Regions from separate parts of the Mus musculus genome. Here regions 2, 3, 4, 5 and 6 are each linked to region 1. Evidence: chromatin contacts called from public Hi-C and promoter capture Hi-C data. All regions are on one chromosome and are shown on one strand. Each heading gives the region's core, a stretch centred on a gene start, on an enhancer-like site or on the middle of the called end of the contact. The rest is flanking DNA. Distances are from core to core; before and after follow the strand shown. Region 1 holds the start of Vsir (V-set immunoregulatory receptor). Region 2 holds the start of Hk1 (hexokinase 1). Region 3 holds the start of 1700022H01Rik (RIKEN cDNA 1700022H01 gene). Region 4 holds the start of Eif4ebp2 (eukaryotic translation initiation factor 4E binding protein 2). Region 5 holds the start of Nodal (nodal). Region 6 holds the start of P4ha1 (procollagen-proline, 2-oxoglutarate 4-dioxygenase (proline 4-hydroxylase), alpha 1 polypeptide).

Region 1 (3,885 bases), core at 775-3,274:
GATCCCTGACATTGTACTTGGACTGTCCTCTGACCTTTAGCTAGGAACCACTAGGAGTTCAACATCCTTGTCCTTAGACATAGTCACCCCCGCCCCCATTGGTAACCTCTACCATTCTATCTAGACAGGGCTTACTTTCAAGTCTGTCCCCCAGGTGACAGTGCAGATGACAGCCTTTTCACGTCCATCCTGTATAAGGGACTGGATCACATGGGAGCTGGGAGGCTGTGTGTGGTGGGACAGGCCTACGATCTCAGATACTTGAGAGGCCAGTGATAGAAAGGCTGTGATCAACTCAAGGCACTCCCGGGGAGCTTATTGAGAAGTTAAGAGAAAGGAAACAAAGAAAGAAACAAAGGAGACAAAGGAGGCTGGTGATGCAGTTTAGTGGCAGTGCACTTGCCTCGCATCCCTGAGGCCCTGGATCAATGCCCAGCACTGAAACAGAGTGAAGAAGAGAATCACTGGGGAGGGGGTACCCCTCAGCTGGCAGAGTACTTGCCTAGAATGTCTGAGTCCCCATGTCTGACTCAACACTGGGGAAGCTGGGTATGGTGGTATCCACTATAATCCCAGCACTCAGTAGGCAGAGGTAGAAGAATTAGAGGTTCAAGACTATTCCCGTTACACAGGAAGGTCAAGGCTAGTCTGAGATGATGGAACACACATAAACACACACACACACACACACACACACACACACACATGTACACACATGAGCACACACACAGTATACACACATATGTATATATGTAAACATATATATATATGTTCTCATGCATAGATAAATGTACACACGTAAACACATGAGCATACACACACTATATCTATATCTATAAAATCTAGGGTTCTCATGCATACACACATGTACACGTGTACACACATGAGTACACACACAATGTGTGTATACACACACATATATCTTCTGGTGTTCTCATTGGTGTTCTCATGTGTATATATATATATATATATATATATATATATATATATATATATATATATACAAAACACACACACACACACACACACACACACACACCGGTGGGAGGCCATGGTCCTCAAAACTCAGTAGGGCAGGGGAACTCAGGTAAGGAATTTACTGGTTCCTAGCTCAGATCTGGTCTTGTGGCTGAAGGAAGCACTGACAGGAGGGGTTGGGGAGGGGGCTCCAAGGTCAGGCCAGGAAAGAACAGAGTGGAGCAAGCTCTAAGTGATCGCAAGTACAAGGATGAGTGTAGATACCTATGAGGGCCCGGAGGACAGCATGGGAGTGAGTTTGTAGAGGGGCCATGGTGGTGCATCCCTGCAATCCCAGCATGCATTAGGCGAGGTAGAAGAGTCTTGAGGGCAGCCTGAGCTACAAGGCAGCATCCTGTCTCAGAAAGCTAACCCCTCAAAAACCACAAACAAAACTCCGCCCAAACAAAACAATACAAACCCCACAGAAACAAAACTCCACACAAGTATGTTGAAAACAAACTACCAGCAAGACAGAATCAAGGGAGCCTATGAATAACAGCCCAGCCATAGATAAAGCCCTGGGGGAAAGAGGCTGAGAAGGTTCCATGGGGCACACCAACAGATGCAGGAGCGTGTCCTGAGGTTGGGAAGTTCTGGGCTTGTGCATGCCCTGCGCGTGTTTCAGGTGTGTTAGCCGGTGGACATAACTGTACCAGGTGTATCAGCTGCAGGGCACACAAGCGCAGAATGAGCCAAACTCCCTCCCACTTGCTAAAGTCATCGTAGATTTCCCTTACTTATCCACCTACCCGCCCACCCATCTACCCTGGGCTGCTGGAGAACAGGGAGCCAAAGTCCTGCCTCCAGACTAGGAGAACCGCAAGGCAAGCTGGGTTAGACTAGGGTCCACACTTTAGTATGCACGGCCCTCACGATCTCTAAAAAGCACCGGGACTTACAGGGGGAAGTGGCTGGTTGGACACTTGCCACTTCTATCAGCAACTCCAGCCCTTCCCCACCCCCATCCCTGGGCTCTGGAGACGCCGTACCGCCCGCCGCCCCTCGGGGGCGCTGCTGGGCGGGGAGCTTGCTCGGCCGCCTGCCTCGCCTTGGGCTCAGCATTCACTCTAGCGAGCGAGCGGCGTGTACAGCCGGCTCCCTGGGCTCCTGGAGTCCCGCTTGCTCCAAGCGCACTCCAGCAGTCTCTTTCTGCTCTTGCCCGGCTCGACGGCGACATGGGTGTCCCCGCGGTCCCAGAGGCCAGCAGCCCGCGCTGGGGAACCCTGCTCCTTGCTATTTTCCTGGCTGCATCCAGAGGTAAGATCAACAGGCGGTGGGGTGCTAGCGAGAGCTCTAGGGAGTACAGCCCGGTAGTGTAGGGGGCAGGATGGGAGTGCCCTGAATCCCCTCAGCCTGCGGTAACCTTCACCTTACCGCTGCTCCGCTGGGACAGCCCAGCAGGGTGCAGTGGTGTCTCCATCCTTCATCAGGCACATCTTTAATTGCTAACAGCTGCCAAAACAGCAGGCACGGGTGTCCCTTGGGGACTGCCTGCCAGACACTTCCCTGACCCGAGAGTCCAGAGCAGGGGCCATGAAGAACTTCTGCAAGGCAGGAGATGGGCCGGAGGAGAATCACCCCGTCCTATGGCGGTTGCTGAGTGCATTTTGACACCTGGGGCATCTCCCTGACTTCTGGCAACAGAGTCTAAGAGGACTTAGGGGGTGTGGTGCTGTGACCCTGGTATTCTATCCCCCTTGACACTTGTGTGTGAGTCTTGATGGACACTCCCGAATCTGAGCATGCTTGTCACCTGCTCTGTACTGAAAGTCTAAGGACCCGTTTGAGTGATCAGTGGGCTTCTGTCATTTAACCTTATTACAGCTGAGGAGTTGATTTGGATGAGTAAGAAAGACACGAGGGACACTCCCCTGAGCCCAGCAACCAGCTTGGATAACTCCTCGGCAGGGACACAGAAGCCCCACACAGGGAGATGTCACTTCCAAAGTCCAGACTCACAATCTGTACATTGTTCCGGGACACAGGGGCTCCCTAGAGCCCAATCTTTGTTTATTCGGTGAAGATCTCAAAGAAAAAGGGGAGGATACCCTGATAGTTGCCCAAACAGTAGACAGGTGGGTCCCCTGAGATGGCCTGCCTGATACTTCCCTGCTCAGAACCCAGGGCACGGGTGGCTTCTGCAAGGCAGGGGAGAGGAAGGGTCCAGAGGGAGTCACCATTGTCAGGACAGAGATGGAATGCTCAGCTCCGCAGAGGGAGCCAATAGCTGCATCAGAAAAGAAGGAAGAGGGGTTAAGGGGTTGAAAGGGAGGAGAGACAGGGAACTAACTCTTTATCAATACTGGGAGGCTGGCCTGGACTTCTGATAAGAAAGAAGGCACCCACACCCTATAGACAGAAGACTGAAGCCCTGGCCTGCCTTTCCTCACCACAGGAGAGAGCCTGTGGCAGGGATGGGGTGGCGATACAGGCGGGGGATGTTTCACTCCCAACCCCAAGGCTCATCAGGGGCATAGCTTCTAAGAACGGAGGACAGTGGCAGGCAGGAAGGCCAGTATGGCATCTACCTCAGGCTACTATCCTCCTCCCGGGTGACTCCACTAGGCCCCTTTCCTTGCCTCTTCCCTACCCTAACTAGAATGGGAAGCTTTCTGGTCAGCAGCCTCAATTTGGGAAACTAAGTCCTAGAGCTTCAGGGCAGAGGGTCAGCAGCTTGCAGAACTTCCAGCAGCAGCAGAGAGGTTCTGGGGGGAGCTGGGCTCCCTCACCCCCCAAGAGATTTCGCAGCCTACTGCATTTGCTGACTCCAGCTGATTGGTGAGCTGAAGGCCGCCTCCCTTCAGCTCCCAGGGAGGTAATCAGGGATCTAGGAGGCTTTCAGGAAAGAAACAAGAGGAAACTTTT
Region 2 (3,885 bases), core at 802-3,301, 2.0 Mb after region 1:
AGTCCAACTCAGCCACCGGTGGCCACCCAGCACGGTGTCAGGGAGCAGCCAGGCAGCTGGCAGCCACACAGGTGGCTGTGGGTGTGAGGCTGGAGGCTTAGTTTACAAGGTCATTGGGCCTCCACCCACCATTGCACGCCTGAGCCACAGAGGGTATCTAGAGTGGGAGAGCTGTGGACTCTTGATTCGGGAGGCCTATCCTAAGTGCACTCTGCCCTCCTATCTTCCCTTTCCATGGGATAAGCATGTCCACCGCCATGGAAGAAACTCAAGCAATTACACGTGTTGATGCATAGCTCCCTGACATCAGGTCAGGGATGGGGGTGGGGGTGGGAGATTGACAGTGAAGCCCTTCAGCACCCTATTCCTGGTCCCTATTCAGGATAAGAGCTGCATCTCCAACAGTCTTGTCTCTCAGCACCTCCCCTTCAGCTGACACCCAGGGGGAGTCTTGGTCAAGTTCTCGAGTGGGAGGAGGGTCAGAGCCCCGCCCAGACTCCACCTCTAACCAGCTGTGTGACCTTCAGGAGGTCACAGTCCCCGGTAAGACTGCTTCTGAAGGTGCAGGATGAGAAGTCTCAGGCCAGGAAAGGACAGAGCCTAGTCACTGCCGCCTCTCACCTGTAGATAGTACCTCTTGTCCCAGTGTCTGTCAGGGTGATGATGCTATTAACCTATCCTAGGGTAGGTAAGGCATACCCATAGCACAAATAAAAATGTCCTAGGTGTTTTCCTAACCAACTTAGTCTATCTCAGGAAAAAAACATCCCGTCTTACTGATGGTGGCAGAAAAGTGAGGTACATCTTTAAGACCCACCAGCAGACGGCACTTTATACTAGATGAACATCACCCCTAGGACCCAGCGTCCATGTGCAAGAACTCACAAGTCACAAGGAACGAATGCCAACCCCTCCGAGCTCTTCAAGTGACTAAAGTGTCTTATTTGAGCTCCTAGGCTGAGACTGCCTGGAAATTACAGGTTTAGAGGAAGAAAAAATTCCATTCAGACGTGCGGTTCTCGACCTGAGGCCTATGAGCAAAGTTTCCGGTGGCCTCTGCTCCCCTCCCCTCACCGGAAAGCCAGGCGGGTCACCCCGTCCTCAGAGTAAGGAGCAGCTGCAACAGCTGGGGGAGCCCAGTGACAGTTTCAGGAGGGCATCGTATTCTCCAAATGGGAACCCCAAATATGGGATGCCTGGCTTCCAGCCAGCACCCCCGCCAGCTGCTCACTCACCTCCCCAGCCTATCTCGGCGATCACACCTTCCCCGCCCACGGCGCGCGTGGACCTTTCAAAACAGGCCTATAGACAGGCCAGCTGGTCCCCACCTAGACAGGTCTCAGCCCGGCACTGCGTGCGGGTACCCATCTGACATCCATGGTCCTTTTCAAGGACACTGCAGTATGCAATCCAGCCGTGGGAGGAAGGGGGGGGGTCTTCAGCCGGCCGCCCAGCTCCTCAAACCACAAGCACGCCCGCATGCCCACAATGCCCGGGTGAATCCCAGCATGAGGCCTGTCGCCTGCACCCTGTAGTCCAACTAGATGCTGTCTAGCCGGGAGAGGCCGGGGGGAGGATGCAGGCGGTGGCGAGCGGATGCGGGAATGCAAGGCTGTGGCCAGGGCGGCGCCGGCGGGGCTCACCTTTTTGACTTGGTCATCCTTCAGCTCGGTGAAGTAATATGCCAGTAGTTGCGCGGCGATCATGTTGACGGTGGGGGATGCGGAGAAGCAGGTGTGGGGCCAGTGGCTCCTCAGTAGCCCTGGTGAGCAGTGGTCCTCCAGCGGCGGATCCGCGACTCCACCTCCTCCTCCCTTGGCTCCTCCCCCTCAGTCCCTGGGCGGGGCGTCTGCCTGCTCTCTCCAGACCTCCGAGCTCCCGTCCCCGGGAGGGTGACAACCGCCAGCCGGCCCACCTCCTCAGTCCCCATTGGCTACAAGGCGCCACTGCCGCGCTATGGCTGGGGCTTCCCAGCCAGAGCAGGAGAATGACGGCCGCTCCCTCCCGCGCCGGAAAGGAGGCATCACCCTGCACGTTCCCCACGTAAGGAGCGCGCGGTCACGCGTGGTGGCACAGTGCCAAGCCAGAGTGGGTGGGGTGTGGGACACGATCTGGAGGGGACCAGAGGACAGATCCAGGACACCACAAACTGGAGAACGCGAACGGAGCCACACCCCTTCCTCGGAGATTAGGGCTCGTCCCCCACCCCTCCCATCCTCCCTGTTGGGGAAGCACACAAGTGGGCGTGGAAAGAGAGCGGAAGCCGAAACTAGGCGGCTTCACAGATCTTGCACTGGGTCCCTGTGCCTGCCTGCCATCGAGGATCCAAAATCTAAGGATGATGCTCGGAGTCCCACCACAGCCTGTCAGAGTTCACATAGCGAAACCCAAAGCGCCTGCCCCTGTGACATCATGTAAGAGCTCATGGTCCCCGAGTGGGAATTTTGGCCTATTCCCAGCCTGTCCCGATCCTCCCACCCTTCTCTAGCTCTTGGGCATCCGGGTTCTGGGAGGTTGGGGGTACTGTTCAGGACTCAGGTTGAGGGGAAATCGTATTTGTACCTTATGACAAGTAAGAACTCTGACATACAGAAGTGGCTCTGATTCTACAGGTGAGGAGTCTGAGGCAATGCGTTACAGTTGCTGCTCAGGAGTCGGGCAGGGTTTTCTTAGCTTCAGTGCTGGTGACCTGGCCGTTGTATGCAGTGTCTCTTACTTAAGCTTCCCTTGCAGGCCATGTTCCCATGACCAGGGCTGCAGCATCTGTCCTGAGGGAACTATAGAGGCTAACTTCTAGCCCACACCTGGGGGGCTAGGAGCCCATGCCTGGAACACCCCTCAAGTACCCCAGGACCCTTCCAGCCACCACTGCCCACTGAGAAAGAGGTGGTAGACCTGATACCTCTATCCAGGACACATCCCCACCCTGCCCAATGGCAGGTGCAGATGTGTCCTCAGTCACTTCTTTACCCCTAAGATGGAGCTGTAACTACTGATGTCTACACCCCATGATTTTTGTGAAAGAGCATAAACACTTGTGTCTAACAAATTAAGTGGGAAGTACTCTCATAGAATGAACTTGGGAGCCTACAGGTTAAAGTTTGGGGGGGGGGGCGCAACCTGTATATCGCCATTTCCAGGCCCAGGGAGGGCCTAACTGTTGTATTTAAATTATTTTCCTAATAGGATCTCCCCTCAAAAAGATTAGCATTTGAGGCCCACATAAATCTCAAACTAACACACACACACACACATATGCACAGGCGAACGCTACCAACATGGCCACCAGTGTCAGGACAAAATGGTTCTTCTAAGCTGCATTCGACTCTGCAAATGTAGTTCTGCCAGCCAGCTCTCAAGGCTGGGACATCTTTGAGGATGGAGGGTTGTTTTGTTTTCTCAGAGCTCTGTAGGTTGAATGGGCCATCTCTCTGCTCCCCGTGTTAGACTCACGGCCCCCTCACTCAGCCTTCAGCTATCACTATAATCTGTCCCCATACAACCCTTACCCAACAAACCAGAATTGGGAAAAAGCTGGCCAAACTTATAGGCAGGTAGGCACCTCTGCTATCCCTTCCCCCAACCCCTGTACCAAGGTGACTCAGTACACACACACACACACACACAGAGGCACTAAGGCTTAGCATTATTTCCTAATTCACATCTCTAAGTCAGACTCACTGCCGCTCCCAATACCATTACCACCCCAGTTTTTCGCCTGTCTAGCTAGAAATATTACAAGAACATTTAAGGTGGCTTTCTGGTTGTTGGCTACCAGCCATCCAAGCCATTCTGAGCTGCAGGCCACGGCACTCTCCCTGAAAAGCAACCTTAATTGTGTTATGTCCCTGCCTGCAGTCCCTTCTGGGCCCTGATGGAGCCGAT
Region 3 (3,885 bases), core at 997-3,496, 1.3 Mb after region 1:
GTCCCAGGTTGCCACAGCCTGAGGAACTGTATTAAAGAGTCGAAGCCTTAGGCCGGTTGAGAACCTTTCGGAAGCTTGTACCTCTTCTTAGGTCTGTTTAATAAACTGGCTAACTTCACGTCACTCTGATTCTTCTGAGCTGCAGGCAAATGCCTGTCTTTACTTGAATGGGATGGGGAAAGGAGCCCCTTGGGCTGCTCGTGCAGGGCTGGACTGCATCTCTTCTTGGCACTCACAAGCCAAGCTGCCCTCAGAGTTCAGAGGTTCTCCTGCCTCTGCCCCCCGAGGGCTGGAATGTAGCTGTATTCTGATACACCTTGCTGCATTGTTTTTTTGATTTTTAAAATGACCTTAGTCAGTTTGTGTCTATGAACATTTTACTTACATATATGTGTGTTGTGTGTTCTAAGAAGCCTTGAAGGTCAGAAAAGGGTGCTGGATCCCGTGGGACTGGAGTTACAGATGCTTGTGAGCAGCCATGTGGGTGCTGGGATTGAACTCATTCTTAGGGGAGATGTCACATGTACTTTTTAGCTTGGTGACCTCATGACTGAGACCTCACCAGACCCTCCTGTAGCTTTAGACCCATTTTTATGAAATGCCTGGTATCAAACTCTGGAAGTTGGAACCAACACTGGCTAACTAAGTCGCACTCACTTGCTTTCCTTCTTAGTTCACAGGAACCATTCCTTTGCCAGCCCTGGCATTTGCAGAGACTGCCCTCCCCACCCCACTTTCTGTGGTTCTGGAACTTGAACTCAGGTTGTCAGTCTTGATCTTTGAGCAGTGTGACTGCTAATCTTGGTTGTCAAGTTGATCACATCTGGAATTAACTAAGATGAAAGCAGCTGGTCACACCTGTGAGGGATTTTTCTTGATCGGATCATATGAAGTGGGAAGACCCACCCTAAATCTGGGCCACACTCTCGAGTGGCAGCCCACATAAAAGGACATGGAAGGAGGAGGCGTTTGCTTTTTTGCCTGCTTGCCCTCACTCTCCCTGGCAAGTTCATCTGTTCTGTTGTTGAGGCATCCCTCCATTGATATTAGGACCTACTTCTTTGGGATTCCAACTTCGACTGAAGACTACTGGCTATGTAGTAGTTCCCTAGATTCTCAGCATCAGATTGGGACTGCTGAGCCTATCAGTCTGGTATGGTCTGAACCATTACCCAACTCTTGGCCTTCCCATTGGGAAACAACCAATTGTTGGACTACTCAGACCACAGCCTGTAAGCCACTCTAATAAATCCTCTTAACGATATATTGGGGTTAGAGAGATGGCTGAGCAGTGAAGAGCACTGGATGGTCTTCCAGAGGACTTGGGTTCAATTCCCAGCAGAGATATGCTCACTAGAATCTCACCATGGTCTATAACTCCCGTTCCAGGAGATCTGACACCCTTTTGGTCTCTGCAGGCAACAAACATGTACATAGTACAGACATTCATGCAAACAAAACACTTGTAAATATTTTTTAAGTTGCACATGTATAATTATTCTATCTCTGTTCCTTATTTATTCGTTTGTTTAAGACAGGGTATCGCCGTGTAACTCTGGCTGGCCTGGAACTCAGAGATCCATAGACATTAGCTTCCCAAGGGCTGGCATTAAAGGCGTGCATCACAATGCGGGGCCAGTTGTGGTTCCTCTGAGAGCCCTGGCTAAAACAGTAGGCAAACCTACCTTGACCTGATGGATGAGCTATTTTGCAAGCCCCAGTTAACTGATTTGTTCAGTGGAGCTATTAATACGTACTGAGGGTTAAACCAGATGAAGGATCCCAAGCAGTCAGGGTACTGCCCAAAACTGCTCATTAAACTCTTGTTGCTTTTATTTAGAAAGCTGAAAAATAGAAACGCTATCCCAAGGCGGGGAAAACAACTTAAAACGATGACTAGGTGACATCCACCTAGGTTGAGGTCTCCAAAGTCAATTCTACTGTCCTAGACTCTACTGATATCTGGCAGCCTCCGCTTCTGATGTCCGGCGCGCGTCTGAAAACATACTGGGATCGGAAGCCCCAGGCTGCTTAAGTAGCTGCTTAAGTTGGGGACAGAAGCCCAGGCCGCCTGACAGACGCTGCCACGTCTTACCCCGCTTGAGAGCCTCCACAGAGCGGGCGGAGCCTCACCCCGAGCGTACGTCACTCCTTAGGCCCGCCTCTCCGCGGCCAGAGTGGCTGTTAGGGCGGTACCCACAGCCCGGACGGCGTGACGCGTCGAGGGGGCGGGGCACGTGCGTGCCCGGAAGTCTCAGGGAGGGGCGTGACGTACATCCGGCGCGTAGCTGGCGGACCCGGGGACTGCTGGTCTGTGTGCTCTGAGGGAGGGTCGCGCCGCCAGCCACCGCCGGAGGAGCCCCTCGGGCCGTGAGTCGGGGCCCCAGCGGAGGAGGTGGCGGTGGGGCAGCGGGCCCGGGACGGGCCACAGCGAAGGCCGGGGCGCGGGGCCGCCGCGGAGGGGCTGGGTGGGGGTGCAGTGACACGCAGGCGGTTCCGCGGGCCGGCTCTGGGCGGGGACGGGCTGCGGGGTGGCGTGGCGGCGGTCGGGGTTTTTTTTGGGGGAGGAGACGGCTTCGTGGCCTCCATAGCGGAGGAGTCTGGTTCCTCGGTGAGGATAGCTGGAGCCCTGGCACTCATCCTTGCGTTCTGCAGATCGTGGCCCTCGAGTAGCGAGTGGGCGCTCGAGCCCCACGTTCAGCCTCTGGGTATCCGATGCCCTGTCTGGAACCCATGGTCTCTCCCTCCACCAACACCCCACTCCCATCCACCCTTTTTATTTTTCCTGTGCATGGAAAAATTCCCTCTTGGGCGATTATCGTAGATGAATGTTTTCTTCGTCATTTTTACCCAGGTGAGAATGGTACCGACCAATGGTACCATTGGTAGTCGTACCCTTTCTCAGTATCCTCCCTCACTGGGTGTTTCTTCAGTACCTGGGCACTGTCCGCTCAGGTTGAGAAGGGAGGGTTAGGGGGGAATTGTCAGGAAGCTGATCTTTGACATTCACCTTGCAGCTACGTAGACTTTCTTAGTTAATAGCCAGCTGCCTTCTATCCCAGATTCACCCGGAGTGAATATGTTTGAGAGTACGTTTTTTATTGCTTGATGGTCTTTCTGGCACTTGTTTGTTCCCATCTTGATATTTGCACGGTTTTTACTTAAGGTTCATGAATTGTGTTGTTGGTTTTAATATTCTTAACATTCCATAGATGATAGAGTAGACGAAGAATAGAAAATAGTGTGTTCTTAAGATTATCGTCTGTGTAGGTGGTAGGTTAAGGAAGAAAGTTACCTTTTACCCTTTTGGAAGTCTTATGATTGGAATTTAATATTAGCAGGAAAAGGGCTTTGGTTTTAGGTGAGAGGCTTTTCTTCTTAAATACCTTATTTTTATTTGATGTGAATTGTTGTTTTACCTCCATGTGTGCCTGTGTGAGATCCCCTAGAGATGAAGTTACAGTTCTGAGCCGCATGTGGGTGCTGGGGCTTGAACCCAGGGCCTCTGGGAGAGCAGTTGGTACTCTGAACCTCTGATCCGTCTCTCCTGGCTTTTGGAACTGATGCTTTTGACCGCACAGTCTTGAACAGGACAGGGAGCCTAAAGAGTGTCCTCGTCTTCATCTTGGCTTGCTAGAGTTGGTGGGAGGATGAGATGAAGGTATTTGTGCTGGTGCTGTATAAATTCTAAGGTTGCTGGTGGATGAATTGGTTCAGATCCCGAGATCTCAAGGACAGTGTCAGCAAGGCCATTTCTTCAGCTTTGGGCAGCAGTACAGCCCAACTCTGGGCTCTGAGAGGAGTACTACTTTTTTTTTTTTTTAAGATTTATGTATTTATTTTATGTATATGAGTACACTGTAACTGTTAGACACACCAGGAGAG
Region 4 (3,885 bases), core at 485-2,984, 1.1 Mb after region 1:
CCACTGTCTTTCCTTAAACCTGGCTCTCTCTAAGGAGTGCAGCTTCCCTCCTGCCTGGGTCATTTGGAAGGTCTTTCCGGACATTTATGCCTTTCTGCCATCCCTTTTCTGGACCGGCCTGGCTGGATCCTCTGCCAACTTTTCTCCTAGATGTTTGCTTTGATTTTTTTTTTTTTTTTTTTTTTTTGCCCCCTTCCTTGTTTGGTTGGTTTTTTTGTTTGTTTTTTTGAGACAGGGTGTGACACTGTAGCACAGGCTGTCTTGGAACTCTTTTTTTTTTTTTTTTTTTTTTTTTGAGACAGGGTTTCTCAGTATAGCCCTGGCTGTCCTGAAACTCCTCTGTAGACCAGGCTGAACTCCAAATCCGCCTGCCTCTGCCTCCCAAGTGCTGGGATTAAAGGTGTGTGCCACCACTGCCTGGCCTTGGAACTCATTATATTGCCAGGGCTAGCCTTAAACTGCCATTCTCCTACCCCGTCTTTCTGGAGTAGTAGGGTCACAGCCCTAACTACCACACACAGCCTTCTGGACTGCTGTCTCTTGGTGTTGGCAAGGTCCCCTTACTCTGTGCCTTCCAATTGCACAAGATTCCAGGATGGCCAGGCCCACTTTTAAGTGATTGGTTAGGAGTCCTGTCTCATGATCAGCGATCTATAGACTGTAAGGGCTGCTAACCAAATCTTCACCCTCTAGCTGAAGCCCAGCCCCCGGGGTCACCAAAAGAAGGCAAAGTTCTGAGATTAGGGACAGAAAGCCAGTTCCCTTCATGAAGGCACCGGAAGAACCCCTTCCAGGCTCCTCCCTCTTAGAGAACAGCCCAGAAAAGAGACAAACAACCTTTGCGCTTCCTCCTCTCGTGACCAATTCAACATACTTTATTTACCTCTTCTCCAGTGATAGTAAACGGATCCCGGCCATCTTTTGAAAAGCAACTTCAGGAACCTCCCTTTGCATCGCTTTTTTCTACAAGCCCTTTCCCTAGGATCAAGCAACCTAACCCGACTAGTGTGTGCTGTTTGACAAAGCACCTTTAAAACCGCTCTTCGAAAGCCCTGATCTGAAACCTGACAGCGCCTCTACCAAAGCCAACAACTTCTTGGATACCAAAGGAGCTATTTTACACGTCCCACTTGTGGGAGCTGGGGCTCCCCCAACCTTTGATGACTCCTCTAACAAAGTAAACAATGCTGTCAAAGGAGGCTAACACTGGGCGAGGCATGCAGAGTGCATGCCAGCCTCGTCTCGGAACTCTCGGCGCAGCCAGACCAGTCATCTTAGGCTTCCGCGCCAGGTCCGTCTCCCCGACTTCCCTCTCCCCAAAGCCCGTAGGACAGCTCCAGAGGCAAGCCCCGCTGCGCAGAATGCACGGTCTGCAGCACACCGTACGGGCAGCGGGGAGGAAGCTGTTGGTCGAGCATGCAGTGCCACGCGCCAGCCGTGATGGCGGGCAGGCCGGGCGCGGCTCACCTCCCGGCGTTGTGGAGAACAGCGTCCCCCCGGGCGTGGTGCAGTAGTCCTGAGGTAGCTGCGCGGCGTCGCTGATAGCCACGGTGCGCGTGGGGATGGCGCGGCTCTGGCTGGGCTGGTGGCTACCACCGGCCGACGCGGACATGGCTCCGACGCGGGCTCGAGGCTTTGTGCAGCAGCGGCGGCGGCGGCGGCGGCGGCGGCGGCGGGGCCGGGCGGCTCTGGCTCCTCACGCTCGGCTCTCAACTCGCCTGCTCTCGCCCGGTCGTCCCGCTGCGATACCGCTCCCGCTGCCGCCGCCGCCGCCGCCGCCCGGTCCTCCGGCCTCCGCCTGCAGCCTCAGCAGCAGCAGGAGCAGCAGCGGCAGCAGCGGCAACGATGACTACCGGAAGCGGTCGAAGGCGGGAGCAAGGGGTAGTAGAGGGAGGGACAATATGGAAGCCGGACGTGACGTTGGAGGGCGTGTCTGAGGCGAGTGGGCGGGTAGCTGGGGGCGTGACTGAGGCAGCCGAAGGCTAGAGGCAGAGGGTGAACCCGGAAATCCGGGAAAAAGGAAGTGTTGAAGGGTGGAGCCTTAGGGTGGGCGGGACTTTGAGGGGCGGGGCTGAGTTCAGAGGAACATAATAGACTCCCAGTGAAGCTGAGTGTAGGTGATTAAGGCACGCGGGAGGGGGGGGAAGCGGGGTGTGTGTGTGTGTGTGTGTGTGTGTGTGTGTGTGTGTGTGTGTGTGTGTGTGTGTGTGTGTGTGTGTGTGTGTGTGTGTGTGTGTGTGTGTGTGTGTGTGTGTGTGTGTGTGTGTGTGTGTGTGTGTGTGTGTGTGTGTGTGTAATTGTTTGTGGTGTGTAAGTGTGGACTAACAGTACTTTCTTAGGGCTTACTTCATATTCCCATCTATATCTAACCATTAAAAGTATAACTCGGGCTGGAGGGATGGCTCAGTGGTTAAGAGCACTGTCTTCTAGAGATCCTGAGTTCAAATCAGCAACCACATGGTGGCTCACAACTATCTGTAATGGGATCCGATGCCCTCTTCTGATGTGTCTGAAGACAGCTACAGCGTACTCATATACATAAAATAAATAAATAAATCTTTTTAAAAAATTATAACTCTGGGAGCCCACAAGATGGCTCAGCAGGTAAAGAAAGGCATTTGTCACCAAGCCTGCAGACCTGAGTTCCACCACCCAGAAGCCACAAGGTGAAAGGGGAGACCGACTCTCCCAAGTTATCCTCTGACTTCTCCACTAGTCCATGAGCACCCATCTGCCTGCCCATAAATAAATAAATGTAATCAAAGTTTTTGTTTGTTTGTTTGTTTGTTTGTTTCGTTGGTTGGTTTTTCGAGACAGGGTTTCTCTGTATATCCTGGCTGTCCTGGAGCTCACTTTGTAGACCAGGCTAGCCTCGAACTCAGAAATCCACCTGCTTCTGCCTCCTGAGTGCTGGGATTAAAGTCGTGCACCACCACACCCAGCTAATCAAAGTTATTTTAAGAAGTATAATTTTAATTGCTCATTATTAAAGGAAAGCAATGCGTACACGATGAACTAAGGGTTTAACCATCAATGACTCTGAGGAAGGGCTCAGTAGTTAAGAGCGCTTGTTGCTGTTGCAGAGCACCGAGAGGACCAGAGTTTAGTACCTAGCACACTTGTAGTGGCTCAGAAGCACCCATAACTCCAGTTCAGGGAATCTGACCTACCTTATCTTCTGATCTCTGCAACACCAGGCAGAGATGTAACATGATGTAACATGATGCATTTACATATATGTAGACAAAGCACTACAAGAAATAGCAGGATAAGCCGGGCATGGTGGCGCACGCCTTTAGTCCCAGCACTCGGGAGGCTGAGGCAGGTGGATTTCTGAGTTCGAGGCCAGCCTGGTCTACAGAGTGAGTTCCAGGACAGCCAGGGCTACACAGAGAAACCCTGTCTCAAAAAAAAAAAAAAAAATAGCAGGATGGTTAGGAGTGTAAGGTTCACCTAAGCTTCACAACTAGTTTGAGGCCAGCCAGGGATACAAGAGACTGTCTGAAAAACTAATGAAAAGAACAAGATGAGGAGACAGGTCCACTTGTAAGATTGCTTACTATGTAAGCATCAGGACTTGAGTTCAATTCCCATCATCCACATAAAAAAAAAAAATTTTTTTAAAGTCCAGACATTCCAGCACTTGGGAGGCAGAGGCAGGTGGATCTCTGCGTTTGAGGCCAGCCTGGTCTACTGAGTAAGTTCCAGAACAGGCAGGACTACACAAGAGAAACCTTGTCTTGAAAAGACAACAACAACAACAAAAACCCAAGGCCGTATATGAAGCATCCCCCATGCTGTGGAGAGCAGAGGCTGGGGTTATAACTGGGGCTTGCTGGTTTCCACCCCAGCTCAAAGTTCAATGAGACCCTGTTGCAACGTATC
Region 5 (3,885 bases), core at 603-3,102, 1.1 Mb after region 1:
TCTGAAGTCCGGAGGGAATTTTGGGGCTTAACAAACAGTTCAGGAGACAGCGTCCTTGGGCAAGTCCACACAAGTGCTCTGCACTGTTGTGGGCGTGGGGCTGGGGCTGGGGCTGGGGCTCAATTCCTATTGTTTTTACTTAGCACGCAGGAGACCGCTGGTTCAAGCCTCAATATCACAGAAATCAGGGCACACGTAATGAGTAAGTAGGAGGTAGATAGAGGATCGCAAGAGGAGCGATCCGATTCTGAGGTCATCCTCAGCTACAAAATGAGTTCGAGGCTAGCCTGGGCTACACAAGACCCTGTTTAGGGTGGGGTGGGGAGCTTAAGACTAGACTACGGTATTGAATGGGAGGGCAGAATAAGCCAACTGGTAGTTCATCAGGATAGTCAGGGTGCCTGCAACCTCAGGCTCCTTTCAGCTGTTTAGAGCAGTTCCTACAGGATCACGCAGGTCTGCGGGCCCTGTGTGTCTCCCTCTGCTTCCAGCACCTGCTCATCCCGCAACTTGTGAGAGCGCCCAAGTGGGTAAAGTACCCAGCACATAGTAGGTGTTCAGTAAATGTTAGGCAGCTGCTAATGTGCTAGTTGGAGGCTTGAAGGGGGCAGGGTGGGGGTGGGGAGTAACTAAGAGAAAACTAGTCATGGAGGAGGAAAACATGGGGGCGGACTTTGGGACAGGAATTTACATTTCTTTAAAGGTAATTTCTATCCCGCCTTCCCTTTTGAAAACACAAAGGCTAGGATCTTTCCATCCTGCAAATTCTCTTCTCAATGGCTCCCTTCCTAAGAACTCAATCATTTATGCAGCGTGAAAGAATGACCACCCCTTGCCCTACCACCCCTTACCCTAAGCCTTACGCGTATGGCATATTTGTTACATTGAATTTCCTCATAAACAAGAAATATGACTGAGGACAGTTACTTTGAGAAAAACCAAAGACATTTAATTCTGTCTTGGGCAGACAAAGTCAGCAGGTCTGGAGAGTGACTGAGATGTCCCAGGGCTCTGCCCCGCAGGCAGGAGATGCAGCCAGCAAACCTCCAGCTTTTCTTTTCCACCTTCAAAAACTCCCATAGCAAGCAGGTAAGGACCTGTCACCCTCAAACCACCAAGAATCAAGATTCCCTATAGCTGGGCCTTCAGCTTCCAGTAATTATTCCCCTTGCTCCCCAGGAGGGCACTTTGGTATTTGAAGCTGGCATTTGTCACCAAGAACAAGGTCCCTAGAGCTCATCTTTTGTTTTGTTTTGTTTTGTTTTGTTTTTCGAGACAGGGTTTCTCTGTGTAGCCCTGGCTGTCCTGGAATTCACTCTGTAGACCAGGCTGACCTCGAACTCAGAAATTCACCTGTTGGGCTGGTGAGATGGCTCAGTGGGTAAGAGCACCCGACTGCTCTTCCGAAGGTCTGGAGTTCAAATCCCAGCAACCACATGGTGGCTCACAACCATCCGTAACGAGATCTGGCGCCCTCTTCTGGAGTGTCTGAAGACAGCTACAGTGTACTTACATATAATAAATAAATAAATCTTAAAAAAAAAGAAATTCACCTGTCTCTGCCTCCCGAGTGCTGGGATTAAAGGTGTGCGCCACCATACCCGGCTAATCTTTGTTCTTTCAAATTCTCAATAACCCCTAGTTACCTAGGGGCCTTGCCAATGAAGGATGTAGCTCAGGCTAGCCTGGTGCTACCCAGAAGAGAGGACTGGCCCCTAGCCCAGCACTCCCTACCTGTTTTTGGATGAACTGGAGAGGACCGCGAGGGGTCCAGAAGAGGCAGAGTAAGGAAGCCATTATTGTGGTTCTGGGGTTGAAGCCAGCCAGGGCTCCAACACACCTCTAGCTCATCAAGCTTCACTCGGAGCAAGCCTTAGCCCGCTGTCTCAGCAGGGAGACTTCCCGAGGTAGAGGGGCAAGGTGCGGGGCGGTTTAGACTCAGAGTCTGTATGCACCCCTAACTCCCCCCCCCCCCCCCCGCCACAATTTCTCTGTAGTCTTTCTCAGCACATCACACCTCCCCTCAGCAGGGGCTCCCCTGCCCTGCCCCTCCAGGGTGGTTATAAGTTCTTAACCTATAGGTTATAGGCCTCTCCGGAGGGAGGGAGGGAAAGGGGCGGGGCGGCGGCGGCTCAGATATAAGGGACCCTGGTGTTGTTTGCGGGTCCAAACAGCCCACCATGAGTGCCCACAGCCTCCGCATCCTTCTTCTTCAAGCCTGTTGGGCTCTACTCCACCCGCGCGCCCCGACCGCGGCCGCTTTGCCTCTGTGGACACGGGGGCAGCCCTCGTCACCGTCCCCTCTGGCGTACATGTTGAGCCTCTACCGAGACCCGCTGCCTCGGGCGGACATCATCCGCAGCCTCCAGGCGCAAGGTAGGCTGCAAGCCTGGCCTCGCCAGCACTTAAGGGCTCACGGCCGGGAGGCGCGCGATGGTTGCAGCGGGGACTGAGCATCAAGAATCGTCCAGAGACTGGGATTAATTGTTTCTCCGTGGGCAGGCTCAGCACAGCGCTAGTGGCGCGATCGGAATGGAACCAGGGGCCACCGCCTTTCCGGTCGGTCCTACCTCTAATGGTAGAGGGTAAAAAGGGTAGGGCGTGGGCCGGATTGCGCCACTGAGCACCTGCGAGTCTCAGTTTGCCCATCTGTAGTTTAGAAATCGTAAGACCTTTTTGATAGACTTATAGAAGGGACTAGGTGACAACGCCCCATCTCCCCCAGAAACGCTCTGCCCAGAACCGGGCGTAAAATAAAACAAGTCGTTACTGGTTTTATCCCGGTTGCAGCAAGTGACACCAGGAACTAGGGCTCAAAGATCCGAAATTAGAGATCGGGTGTAGAAAGTCCAGAACTCAGGCAACTCTCGTGGTTGGGCGGTGTCAGGTGTCCTTGGTGACCAACAGGCTCGGAACCTACTTGGATCGAGGTGTTCGTGTGTGTGTGTGTGTGTGTGTGTGTGTGTGTGTGTGTGTGTGTGTGTGTGTGTGTGTGTGTGTTTGACCCAGCGACCTGAGTGATGCTCACCAGAGTAGGCCGACAGGTGGGTGCCCAGGAGAGGGAGTTCGGACTCAGGACTACCTTCCTGGGCGCAATCAACATCTCGCCTCTTGGGCAGCTTGGCCAGCCCGCTCCTCTGTCCTCTGGGGCCAGACGGCCCTCCGCGGGACCCGGACGCAATCCACATCTTCTAATCCGGTCTGACCCGCCGCCCGCCGGCCCTCACGACCTGGAGGCGGAGTCCCTAGTCCCCTGCCTGCAGCGTCTGGGCTGTGACTGCCGGTGACCCTCTCTTGAAGGGTCATCTGGGGACCGCGGAACAGGACAGCCTGGAGGGCAAGGCAATGGGAAATCAGTGGGATGCTAGGCCCCTCCGCCTAGGGTCGGACAGAGGTAAAGCCGGGAAAACATACCTTTCCAGTTCACTTCCCTTCTAGAAAGTTCTGGAAGGTTTGTATGGTGATGGGACAATCTGGGATGCAGAGAAACTCTTGAGGTCCATCAGATTCGGTTTTGCAGTCACCTGAGCCCACGGCAACATCACTTTGATTTTTGTTTGCTTTTGTAAATCAGGGAACTACTGTCTCCTGGCTTGTTTAAATAAACCCAACCAACTTTAGCGTTTTAACTATTCCACCAATGGTGTCGGAGGCCTTCATTTCAGCAAAAATGCTCTACCTGGATGTGGTCTAGAGGAGAGGGGCATCCCAGGCCACTCCCTCAGTACTTCATCTACTCCTGCATAGCAGAAGTGGGGTCTGTCAGCTGTCTGTGCCCACTTGTTCAGCATACTCTGGTGCAAATGGCAGTACCAGGGTGTGGGGGGCAGGGAGGCAGTTCGTGTAAAGCTCTGGCAATATGGGAAGCCTAAAATGGCAAGACCC
Region 6 (3,885 bases), core at 970-3,469, 1.0 Mb before region 1:
TGCTACCAAGCACTCGTCTATGTAGCTACACATTCCACATTGCATATTTATTTATTTATTTATTTATTTATTTATAGACTCTAGAATGAGCACACATTCACATAACTAAGAGGTTTGAGGTCTGCTCTTGCACCTTACTCTCATAATCTTGGGAGAGCCAACTCAATGGGTGGGAAGAGTATTCTTGGATGCTTGGGACAGCTGGCAACAACCTAACCACAGATAGAAGAGACTCTAGGCTACAAAAATAAATCTTACTAAATTCAAACCAAATGTAACCCCAGTTCAATTTTAGCAAAAGATTTTAAATGCCTGCCAGCGACTCCAACACCTTCAGTCAAGAGGAAGTACGGCAGAGGGAGAGTTCCGGGGGTGAACAAGAACTGCAACACTGTCTTACTTTTACAAAGTTCATAAGAGCATATGGTCATGTAGACATATTGCTAAGACCCCTCCAAGGATCTTAGAAGGGGGTGCTGGCAATTCTGATTCCTGACACTGAAGCTTCACTGACTTCAGGTCTGGAGACATCCTTTGGTCCGTGACTCATAAAACATATTAAGGATTAAAGGAGATTTTTATATGGGTCATATCTGGCAGGATTTACTGTAGTGAGAGGTTAAAAAAATATATAAAATAGCTTTATTTGTGCATTTTAAAACAACTATATTACAAGTTAGCAGAAAAACATTTTTAATAAAAACATCTTAAGAGTATTAGTGGGGTGGCTGTGTGGTTTTTTGCTTTTTTTGTTTTTCTTCTGTAAATTCTCTTACTAGTGGCCTGGTTGGGATATGCCTCACACTTAAACCATGACAAAGGAGCAGAAGTCTCTGGAAAATCCAACTGTGTTGTCATTATAGCAAAAGAATCGAAATCGTCCTACAAAAACATTTTTGGCTCTACTGCTCCTGACTAGACCCACAGAGCCACACTTTTAGAAACCATTGCTTTCAGACGCCTGAAGCTCTTTGTCTCTCTGTCCCAGATAAGTGCCAATCAGTTCCATACTTTAGCAAGCAAGGAAAACTTTACAGTTTTAAACGAGTAACAAATGTTAGAAAAGTCTTTCTTTCCCTGACAGGAAGTAAATTATCTCTGGCATTGTCCTTATTGCCAGTAACTAAGGTTCTCTTCTTTTAGATCAAGACTAAACTCAAACACAGTTCGTGCCTTATATAGTGTGCTCAGTAGTATTTTTTTAAAGATTTAATTTTATTCATTTTAACTATACGTATGTGTCTTGTGTGGTTAAATACCGGTGTTCTTGGAAGCCCAGAGTTGTTGATCTGCCCGACCTGGGGTTTCAGGATGTTGTGAGCCACCACCCAGCACGGTGCTGGGAACTGAAATCTTAGCTGTGTGTGCCACATCTCCAGACTTACTGTTGTTGATGCTTGTTTCTGTGCTGGTTTGTTTGAGGCTAGGTAATAAAGTCTAAGGCCTTTTTTTTCCATGTTAGGTAAATGCTCAAAACCCAACATCCTGGTACACCCCCTCCCCAGCCCCATTATATGTTTCCATGCTCTTCCTGAATCCTAGGCATGTGCTAAGTAAGTGCTTTTTCATTCATTGTCTCATTGTTTCTCACAGCAAGCCTAGGGCCTAGGGAACAGATAATATTGTATTCCTTCTTTGCAGATGTAGCACCCAAGATACAGGGAAGTTAAAATCTAACTTTATACAGAGTGGGTTAGGATTTAACCTCAGATGACACTCAATTGTCATCTATTATTCACCCATAAAGTATGCGGGTGGGAGATTAAGCGAAATCCTCGTGTTCAAAAGTGTAAAAAAGACGCTTATTAAAGCAAAAACCCCTGTGGGCCAAGCCAGCCCCGACAGTCACCCCGGATACACCGTCTTGTTTCCCACTCCACACCTCCACTTTATTTCCTAAATTCTTATAAACTTCTCCTAATTTTGCACAACTGTCCTTCCTGATGGCTTCGATGGCTCTGAGACCCGCCGCTGACCCTGAAATGAAGGCGCTAAATCCTACAGGAACCCGGGCGGGGGTGGTGGTGGAAGCCCCATGGTAACCACGGGAACGGTGGCGTGGCAGGAGCTCTGCGCAGGCGCACTGCGTCCTCGCGTGGGCCAGCCTAGGCTTGGAACACCCCGGGCCTGGGCGACTCCCGGGTGGGTGGGAGGCTCGCCGCAAGCGCCTGCGCAGTGGCGCGGGAGCTGGTGTGACAGAGCGCACGTAGCGAGGGCTGCGGCCGCCCCCTCTCCGGCGCGCCGGCGCGGCAGGGGAATATAAAAGGGACGCCTGGCTCCCTCTACTGCCCAGTCGCACTGCCAGCAGGCTGAGGGCGGCAGGGAGCTAGCTAGCGGGGACTGCAGGCGACAGGACTGACCCGAGCCGAGCTGTCGCCTTCCTCCCGGCCCGCTATCCAGGTGAGGCGCTCCTCCGATCTTGGAGACGGATGCGGGGTCCCCGCGGGCAGCCGGGGTCCCTTCGCTCTGGAGTGGGGCTCAGCCCTTCTCACAGCCGCCCCCGGGTCTCCCCGAGAGGACCCGGCCCCGCACCCCCGAAGTCAGGCCGCCCCGGCGCTCTCCCAGCTTCCCTCGCCGTCCCCCCACCCCCGTCCTGCCTCTGGCCGGAGCGGCAGCAGCGGCTTGCGCCCCGCCCCAGCACTAGGACCTTCTTGAATGTTCCATCCCGGGCAGCCAGCCTCCCTGATGACTTGTGCAGCGGTACCTCGTCCGCCCCACTAAGCCGGGGGAAGGCGAGGGCGGACGGGCGGGGGTCTGGGCCGCCCGAGCCGCAGATGGTTAGCATGTGGCAGTGGAGAAAGCAGGCAGCGCTTGCAGCCGGGGGCTGAGTCTCTCCGTTTCGATCGCTCTTCTTCTCTTTTTCCTTTTCACTTTTGGAAAGTAAAGCTGGGAAGTGGGACCTACTCAGAAGTTAGGACTGAACTTGTCTGTTGCGCTTCTCGGCGTTGTCTCAGCAAGTAGACATAGCCCGGGGCGCCGAGTTTAGCTGAGAAGTTGCTGTCATTCACAGTTGGGGAAGCTGGCTTCTTCCTTCCTCTTCATCCCAGTGAATCACTTAAGGACACACGCGTCTGTCTCTGTATTTCTCTCTCCCTCTGCTCCTTCTTTCCTCCTGGTTTCCAATCTTGCCCACCTCCTCTGGTTCAGCTCACCCTGATGATCCCCTTTCCCTTTTCGTCTTTCACGCTCCCCTCCTCTTGCAGGGTCAACAAGTCAGTCCATTTTGGCCAAACCTTCTATGGTTGTGTGAGACTTTTAAACTGAATTTTGTGATTGACCCCAGATGGATGTTCAGTGTGGGGAAGGATGGTACGGTTAAATACGAGGTTGTTTCTCCTAGAGAGTGGGAATTTGGTACAAAGGCAGGCTTTCGGACTTAACATCTTCAGCTGACCATCCAAAATGAGGACTCTTGGGGTATTGCACCGTGGTTTATAGGGAAGAGCCTCCACAGAAAGGGATAGACAAGCTCCTGGGTTCTCTTTTAGGAAATGATTTTTTTTTTTTTTTTAATTAAAAGGAACCTGCCAGGTTCGACTTAACTCGAGAGCCATGGCTCTTGGACTTTTTCCTTGGAATGCACTCTGGAGGGATGGAATAGCCACTACGTGAGTGGGGGAGGGGGGAGACGTGGCAACGCTGTTCTTTCATCAACTTTTTTTTTTTTAAGGTTGAGGGGGAAAAAAAAAACCTCGTTTCCCTTCTCAGGTTTAGATGAAGCTTATGAATGGAACTTAGTCTTTTCCTAAAATAATCGCATAAAAAAATTACTCCTGCGTAGCAGGAACATTGGAAATTAAACTTTAAAAAGACACAAAAGGGTTATTTTGATTATTTCTAGGGAGAAAAGAGATTTTTAAGCAGGAAGTAGAAGCTGAAAGTGAA

The links. Promoter capture Hi-C pulls out the DNA fragments that hold promoters and counts their contacts. Hi-C and Micro-C count contacts between places; a contact is called where the count stands out from the background.
Region 2: a contact with region 1 is called in a promoter capture Hi-C map of liver, with 4 times the contacts expected there. The contact joins the promoter of Hk1 here to the promoter of Vsir in region 1.
Region 3: a Hi-C map of regulatory T cells shows a contact between it and region 1, with 4 times the contacts expected there. The contact joins the promoter of 1700022H01Rik here to the promoter of Vsir in region 1. A contact is called at or near these places in 1 of 39 promoter capture datasets (pre-B cells), 2 of 484 Hi-C or Micro-C datasets (B cells and regulatory T cells) and 2 of 9 other capture datasets (adipose tissue and liver).
Region 4: a Hi-C map of CD4 T cells shows a contact between it and region 1, with 2.7 times the contacts expected there. The contact joins the promoter of Eif4ebp2 here to the promoter of Vsir in region 1. A contact is called at or near these places in 3 of 39 promoter capture datasets (cranial neural crest, erythroid cells and hippocampal neurons) and 1 of 484 Hi-C or Micro-C datasets (CD4 T cells).
Region 5: a promoter capture Hi-C map of hippocampal neurons shows a contact between it and region 1, with 3 times the contacts expected there. The contact joins the promoter of Nodal here to the promoter of Vsir in region 1. A contact is called at or near these places in 2 of 39 promoter capture datasets (cranial neural crest and hippocampal neurons).
Region 6: a contact with region 1 is called in a promoter capture Hi-C map of pre-B cells, with 5 times the contacts expected there. The contact joins the promoter of P4ha1 here to the promoter of Vsir in region 1. A contact is called at or near these places in 2 of 39 promoter capture datasets (the C10 cell line and pre-B cells), 1 of 484 Hi-C or Micro-C datasets (CD4 T cells) and 1 of 115 datasets of contacts at active chromatin or transcription factors (thymic regulatory T cells).

The regions. Positions count from the first base shown.
Region 1 is chr10:60,344,827-60,348,711 of GRCm38.p6, forward strand. It overlaps Vsir (V-set immunoregulatory receptor), which reads left to right and starts at 2,025. Exons shown (of 7, transcript NM_028732.4): 1 at 2,025-2,277. The coding sequence starts at 2,196. All of the region lies in intron 39 of Cdh23 (cadherin 23 (otocadherin)), which reads right to left.
Region 2 is chr10:62,338,370-62,342,254 of GRCm38.p6, forward strand. Hk1 (hexokinase 1) reads right to left here and starts at 2,052. Exons shown (of 18, transcript NM_001146100.1): 1 at 1,644-2,052. The coding sequence starts at 1,706. It overlaps Hk1os (hexokinase 1, opposite strand), which reads left to right and starts at 1,865. Exons shown (of 3, transcript NR_168630.1): 1 at 1,865-2,043.
Region 3 is chr10:61,678,044-61,681,928 of GRCm38.p6, forward strand. 1700022H01Rik (RIKEN cDNA 1700022H01 gene) reads right to left here and starts at 2,247. Exons shown (of 2, transcript NR_126477.1): 1 at 2,096-2,247. It overlaps Sar1a (secretion associated Ras related GTPase 1A), which reads left to right and starts at 2,242. Exons shown (of 7, transcript NM_009120.3): 1 at 2,242-2,370.
Region 4 is chr10:61,450,935-61,454,819 of GRCm38.p6, forward strand. It overlaps Eif4ebp2 (eukaryotic translation initiation factor 4E binding protein 2), which reads right to left and starts at 1,735. Exons shown (of 3, transcript NM_010124.2): 1 at 1,468-1,735. The coding sequence starts at 1,612.
Region 5 is chr10:61,416,120-61,420,004 of GRCm38.p6, forward strand. It overlaps Nodal (nodal), which reads left to right and starts at 1,853. Exons shown (of 3, transcript NM_013611.5): 1 at 1,853-2,376. The coding sequence starts at 2,181.
Region 6 is chr10:59,321,077-59,324,961 of GRCm38.p6, forward strand. It overlaps P4ha1 (procollagen-proline, 2-oxoglutarate 4-dioxygenase (proline 4-hydroxylase), alpha 1 polypeptide), which reads left to right and starts at 2,220. Exons shown (of 15, transcript NM_001316371.1): 1 at 2,220-2,400.